Regions from separate parts of the Sus scrofa genome. Here region 1 is linked to region 2. Evidence: chromatin contacts called from public HiChIP or PLAC-seq data. All regions are on one chromosome and are shown on one strand. The core of a region is the stretch at or near the end of the contact, and the rest is flanking DNA. Distances in the headings are between cores, read along the strand shown.

The links. HiChIP or PLAC-seq counts read pairs in DNA pulled down with a chosen protein or histone mark.
Region 1: a contact with region 2 is called in an H3K27ac HiChIP or PLAC-seq map of alveolar macrophages. The contact joins the promoter of SNRPB here to the promoter of NOP56 in region 2. A contact is called at or near these places in 2 of 5 promoter capture datasets (fetal liver and liver), 2 of 47 Hi-C or Micro-C datasets (epiblast stem cells and heart right ventricle) and 2 of 2 datasets of contacts at active chromatin or transcription factors (alveolar macrophages and skeletal muscle).

Annotation. Positions count from the first base shown.
Region 1 is chr17:33,070,513-33,073,372 of Sscrofa11.1, reverse strand. It overlaps SNRPB (a long non-coding RNA gene), which reads right to left and starts at 1,269. Exons shown (of 11, transcript XR_002339920.1): 1 at 1,062-1,269.
Region 2 is chr17:32,963,517-32,966,650 of Sscrofa11.1, reverse strand. It overlaps NOP56 (NOP56 ribonucleoprotein), which reads left to right and starts at 1,320. Exons shown (of 12, transcript NM_001244305.1): 1 at 1,320-1,350; 2 at 1,506-1,595; 3 at 1,945-2,059; 4 at 2,607-2,768; 5 at 2,925-3,123. The coding sequence starts at 1,348.

The DNA of each region.
Region 1 (2,860 bases), core at 20-2,519, 110 kb before region 2:
ATGTCATTTGTCCATGCGTCACGGCCTCGTTAAGTGCAAACCAAGGAGGTGGCTTTGCCTTCTGCCTGTCTGTCGACTCAAAAGAATATGCACAACCTAAAAGCTGAGAGTTGTTTTATTTGGGGGTGGGGGGGGATGAGAACTATAACCCAGGAGGCAGCATTTCAAAATTCCACTCCTAAGAGGCTGGGGGGAATGTCGGTGTATATGTGACTTTTGGTGAAGAGGGGAGGTCATGCAACCAAGCACACATTTTACAAAACTTTGGAACTAGTCTCGGGGTTATTGCTAGTCACGAGGAGCGGGTGTTACCATGAAGGATTTTAGTGCTTTTCTAGATTTGAAGAGATACAAGAATTGGGCTCATAAAATCTTCTCCTGAAAACATCTATCTGAAAGCCTGTTCTGCCAGGTTTTCCCAGAGAGCAGAGTGCCTCACTCCTAATCTCCACCCTGAGCTCCTTTCAGGGGTGTCAAGGGTCAGCAGCTGCAGTGGTTCAGAACTCAATCCACACAGAGGCAAATTCAAGTGCAATCTCCAATTCATATGCCTAATGCCTATACACAGGAGGCTGGGGGGAGGGACGGGCAGGGCGCCTGTCTTTCCAGCCTCACTCCCAAGCCAAAAAACATCCAGAGATTTATGGCCCTAACCGCCCCAACTCTCCACCCCACGGATGTCTATCCGGCCCTGGCTGAACTCATCCCTATAGCCCAAATAAACGTCAGGGATGTGCGCTGGAGCTGCCCCCTAATCTGAAATTGCTTGGCGCAGATTATACCCACCTCCCTTTTCAAAAAAGAAAACTGAGTTCCAGGTCTCTCACCCCAGCAGAAGGAAGGTCTGCAAAGCGAACGGCAATTCAGGAATTCCCGGCTAAAGGAGTCTCAACCAAATTTTCCAACCGAAAGGCGCGCCTGGAGCCCCGCCCTCTTCAAGTACAGAACCTCAGGAGCCCACCGGCCGGAGCGGCCACACTTCTCCCCGGGTCTCAACCCTAGGCCCTCCTCCCGCATGGGAGAGACACCAAGGGGCCAACTGCTGGGCAGGCCTCGCTCACCTGGGCCAGAGTGACATCTCCATCCTGCCGCCGCAGCTCATCTATGCCAGGACTGCAGTTCCCAGAATCCTCACGGACTCCCTTCCCACTAGCCTTCCTGGAGCCCCTTCTGACCCGCGCGGTTAATTTACTAGGACAGTGGCTACTGTAGTGACAGCGTCCCGGCCTCTACTCATAAAATACCGGTGCATAAACAGGCAGGGGTTCCCGAGTCAAATCTCAGTTCCCTCTGCCTGTTCGCCTGAAAGACTACACTCCCCAGAAGCCTCTGCGGCAGCCTCCTCTACGGCTTCCGGCCCCGCCCTCGGCGCCCTGGGGGTTCTACCCAGCGAAAGCTTCTGGGGTTGGCTTATACGGCGGGTCAGGCCTTCAAATTGCAGGCTTTTCAGCTTTGGGCAGGTTTTTAGCTCTCGTGACCAAGCTAAATTCCTTGGACTTAGGCTCTGCAATATATACACCGTCTTCCTCGAGCACCATCTTTGGCGCCATGCTGCCCGCGCATTCCTGTATTTGAAAGGCCAGTCGAGTTAAAATCCCTCTCGTCCTGACTCGGAAGAGGCGACACCCCAAATCATTCACGAGAAGCGGTCTTGATGCAAACAGCAAGAGGATTTTTATTCCGAGCGCGCTGGGGCCCACAGTCGTACGCCACGCAGGGGTAGAGGACTGCGGCCCCGAGTGTGGAGTCGGGACAGCTTTTATGGGGTTTACAACAAAGCCCGCGCTTTTACAAACTAATCATTTTTAAAATATCGCAAACCAGTCAATTCAAAACTTCGAGAGCCCGCGCTTTGTGGACCAATTAATTTTAAGTTGTTCTGGAGTTACATGTTTGTGCCTGTCTCTGGGTGGGGGAGACATATTGTCACCAAGATATATTTATCAGGATTTTCAACATTTTGTGGCACGCCCGATCTTACTGGGGTCCGTTAGGCAATTGACTTCTCCTCTTTTTATCTTATGCAAGCAGGTTTACAGAAGCCAAACAAGCAGTTAGGAGCAGTTTCAAGAAGTTTCAAGCATAGAGGCACATACTCAGGGGCCTGTTTTTCCCCTTCCACAAAGTTTTGTACAGAGCAGAAAGCAAGCCCTAAAACAGCAAAAAGTATGATCTTTTACCTATAGGGAACAGGGTCTGGAATTCGAGGGCATTTAGAGCTTCTTATTAACTTCCTGGGTTCTGGGAGAGTCAGGTTGCATTTTCATCCTTTCATTCCCCACTTCTTCTCTTGTTAATAGTTCTAATCTTAGAACTAGGAAGGCTAAAGGTCAGTTTCTCTTTAGCTTGGAAGGCCTTGGTACTGCTGTCTAAGTACCATGATCCGAACTGCACTCACTTGTTCTCTAACAAAGGCAACAAACCGATTAATTAAGCAAGGCCCAACTGTAAGCAACAGGAGCAGTATTACTAGGGGTCCTGTTAGAGCAGAAAGCAGGGTGGTCACCCATGGGGACTTGTTGAACCATCTCTCAAACCATCCTTGGTCAGCCTCTTTTTCTTTGTGACGTTTTTCTAACCTTTCTCTGAGCTTGTTCATGGAGTCCCTGATAGCTCCTGAATGATCCACATAAAAGCAGCATTTCTCTTTTAAGGCTACACATAACCCTCCTTCTTTTAGAAATAACAGATCTAACCCCCTTCTGTTCTGTAGAACCACTTCAGATAAGGAGGTTAGGGATTTCTTCAGGTTACTGACAGATTTTTCTAGGGCTTGGAGATCTTCCGTTACAATTCGATGTAGGTTATTAAGTTCTTTCTCCAGCTGTTGCGGTCCTGTGATTAGGGCAGCCGTTCCTGT
Region 2 (3,134 bases), core at 71-2,570:
GTAAATCAGTCATATCATTGATATTTTCCATCACACTTCAGAAACTTCTATTTAATTTGCTATTTATAACGCTTAAAAGAACTTACCATACCGATATAATACATTAATTTTGCAATTTCACTTTAAAACATGATCTTGCGTAACTGCTTCAGATTCCTAACTTTAAGCAGATACGTGTAACAAGATTTAAGCATATTTGTAAGCAATATATCGAGACCATAAGATTTTAAGACTTACCAACCACACGTAAAATTTTAATATTTTAGGTTTTAAGAATGAGCTCAGTACTTGGATTTTGTCAAATAACTGAACTGCTTAAGAAAATAAATTTATAAATACGCTCTAGTTATGGGAATTTGTTTTTAAAAAGCCCCTTAAAATGATTTTTTTTTAATTTACCAGCATATATACTATTTCGAAATAACCAGGCTTCGGATTTATAACTCTAACATTAATTATTAAAGCAAAAGTAATTTCAAAAGAGTCTGCCTAGTGCCCCAAGGACACGGAAGCAGCTGCAGTTCACTGGGGGCCGGGTCTTAATAAGAATTTAGGGTCGTTCACCACGGCGAGCAACACGTGGCCCCGCAAAAAGAGTAGGGTTCATCCGAAGCAGAGAGCGAGAAACCGAACTAGGAAGAGCAGGGGGTAGGGTCATCTTTCTTTCCTACTTCATAGCCTGCCGCCCTCATTTTAAAAGATAAATAAAATATAACTTAAAAGCACGAAGCCAGCCAGGAAGAATCACGTTGAGTCAGGGTCCGGGCCAGCGCGCCCCAGGCCCCGCTTCCATCTCGGTAAAGAGCGAAGAGCTCACTGACCCGAGGCTCCGGAGAGAGTCGTTGCCTAGCGGCGGACGGGGACAAAGGGGTCCTGGGGGTGTGGGTCTTGGGACTAGGCCTCGGTGCCTAAGTTCCCAGCCCTATGGAGAGCGGGCTCCGCAACAGTTTCGGCTGGGAAGGGTCGCCGCGGCCCGCACAAGGCCTCCTGCCCGGATTCCGCCGAGCTCTGCTGCCGGTAACTTCTGTGATGAACACATGCGGGATGGCACAGTTAGCCAGAAATGCGTCTTTCCAAACCGTTTGGTAGCCTGCAAGGCCTAGAGCGACCCGCGCGTGCCCGACAACCGCGCCGCAGCAGAGGCCGGAAAAAGCCGGCTCGCCCGCGCTCGCGAGCCCCGCCCCCGCTTTGCGGGCCATACCATCCCGCTGGACCCCTCTGGAGGCCTGCAATGGTATCGTCCCAGACCTCTGATTGGCTGATGGCTCGGGGGCGTGGCCTCCGGAGCCCGGTTCCGCGCGCCAGAGCCCGCTCGCCGCATTGCGAGCTGGGCCAGGAGCGAGCGCCATGGTGAGGAGTGGTTGTGGCGTGCGGGCAGGCCGGAGGCCGTGGTTTGGGGCTGGGTTCGGGCCGGAGCCGGCACCGGGGTCGGCGCCTGCCTCGGAAGAAGAACCGGGTGAACGCGGGGCTGGTGCTGATAGCTTGTGTCCCGGCTTGCTTTCCAGGTGCTGCTGCACGTGCTGTTCGAGCACGCGGTCGGCTACGCACTGCTGGCGCTGAAGGAGGTGGAAGAGATCAGCCTGCTGCTGCCGCAGGTGGGTGAACGCAGTGGGCTCGCCGGCTGCGCCGCATCCCCCTGGGCCGCGCGCGGCCCAGCATGCACCGCGCGCTCCCACGTGGCCGGCCGCGAGTTGTGGAGGGTGCTCTGGGCCAGACAGCTCCAGACCAGGGGTCCTTACTTGCTTTCACGATTAGAATCGCGTTAGAAACATTTGAAAGTAGCTTCCTGGACTCCATCCCATACCAATAAAGTGGAATCGGCATTTAGGGCCCATGATCGGTTTATTAGATCCTTAATGTGCGTTCGGGTCTGAAAGCTGCTGCTTTACTGCGCCCTAGAGGCAAGAGGGAGGGAAAGAAACCATTCATGCTTTCTCCCCCCAGGTGGAGGAGTGCGTGCTGAACTTGGGCAAGTTCCACAACATAGTTCGTCTCGTGGCCTTTTCTCCCTTTTCCTCGTCTCAGGTTGCCTTGGAAAATGCCAACGCTGTGTCTGAAGGTGAGTTGGCCACTAAGTATTTTGGGAGAGAGAAGCCGAGATATGGTTTCTGCTACCGTTATCCTCTTAAAGCACACCGTGCAACAGCAGAACAGCCAAAAAAGGTGGTTAGCGCAGTCGAGGACATAGGCTTTATCGCATGTGGCACTGTGGTGATAAACTCTTAAATCTGGTGGAGATGAGGGACTGGTGCTTAATTGGAAAGGGCAGTTTTGACCAAGGGAGGTTTGGTCTCAGAAGGCAGTTCAGTTTCTGAATGCTTACATTGTGCTCCATATTTCTCATTTACGTTATTTCGCCTGAGTCCTCCCATGTTTGATGCAGGCTTTGCAGTGATGACTTGAATCTGTCAATCCCCTGAGTATGATCATTGATGTCTCCATGTGTCTGAGCAAAGCCTGGAGCAGCGGGGGTCCTGGCACACCATCCTAGCATGTTCTGCAAGACCATTGTAAGATCACTGTGTCACTCAATAGGCAGTTGAGGGGATAGGATCCCTTTATGCGTCCTTCAGCATGTTAGTGGGAGCTCTGTTCTTTGCCCTGAGGTGTTGTCCATGAGGATCTCCGCCTGTTCCTGGAGACTCACCTGCCATCTAAAAAGAAGAAAGTACTCTTGGGGGTTGGGGACCCCAAGATAGGTGCTGCTATACAAGAGGAGTTGGGGTACAACTGCCAGACTGGAGGTGTGATAGCTGAGGTCCTTCGAGGTGAGACCATCTATTAATGAAATCTTAAAGGGGGTGTGGGAACTTTTTTATTAAGGTGCTTTAAGGGTGCTTCTGAGAAGCCCTGTTTGGGTGGTGCCCACGGATGCGGGAGCTAGCTTAGAGCCCCTCCTTGCTCACAGTCTTGCCCTCCTCCAGGAGTTCGACTGCACTTCCACAACCTGGTGAAAGGTCTCACTGATCTGTCTGCCTGTAAAGCCCAACTGGGGCTGGGACACAGCTATTCTCGTGCCAAAGTTAAGTTCAATGTGAACCGGGTGGACAATATGATTATCCAGTCCATTAGCCTCCTGGACCAGCTGGATAAGGACATCAATACCTTCTCGATGCGTGTCAGGTAAAGTGTAG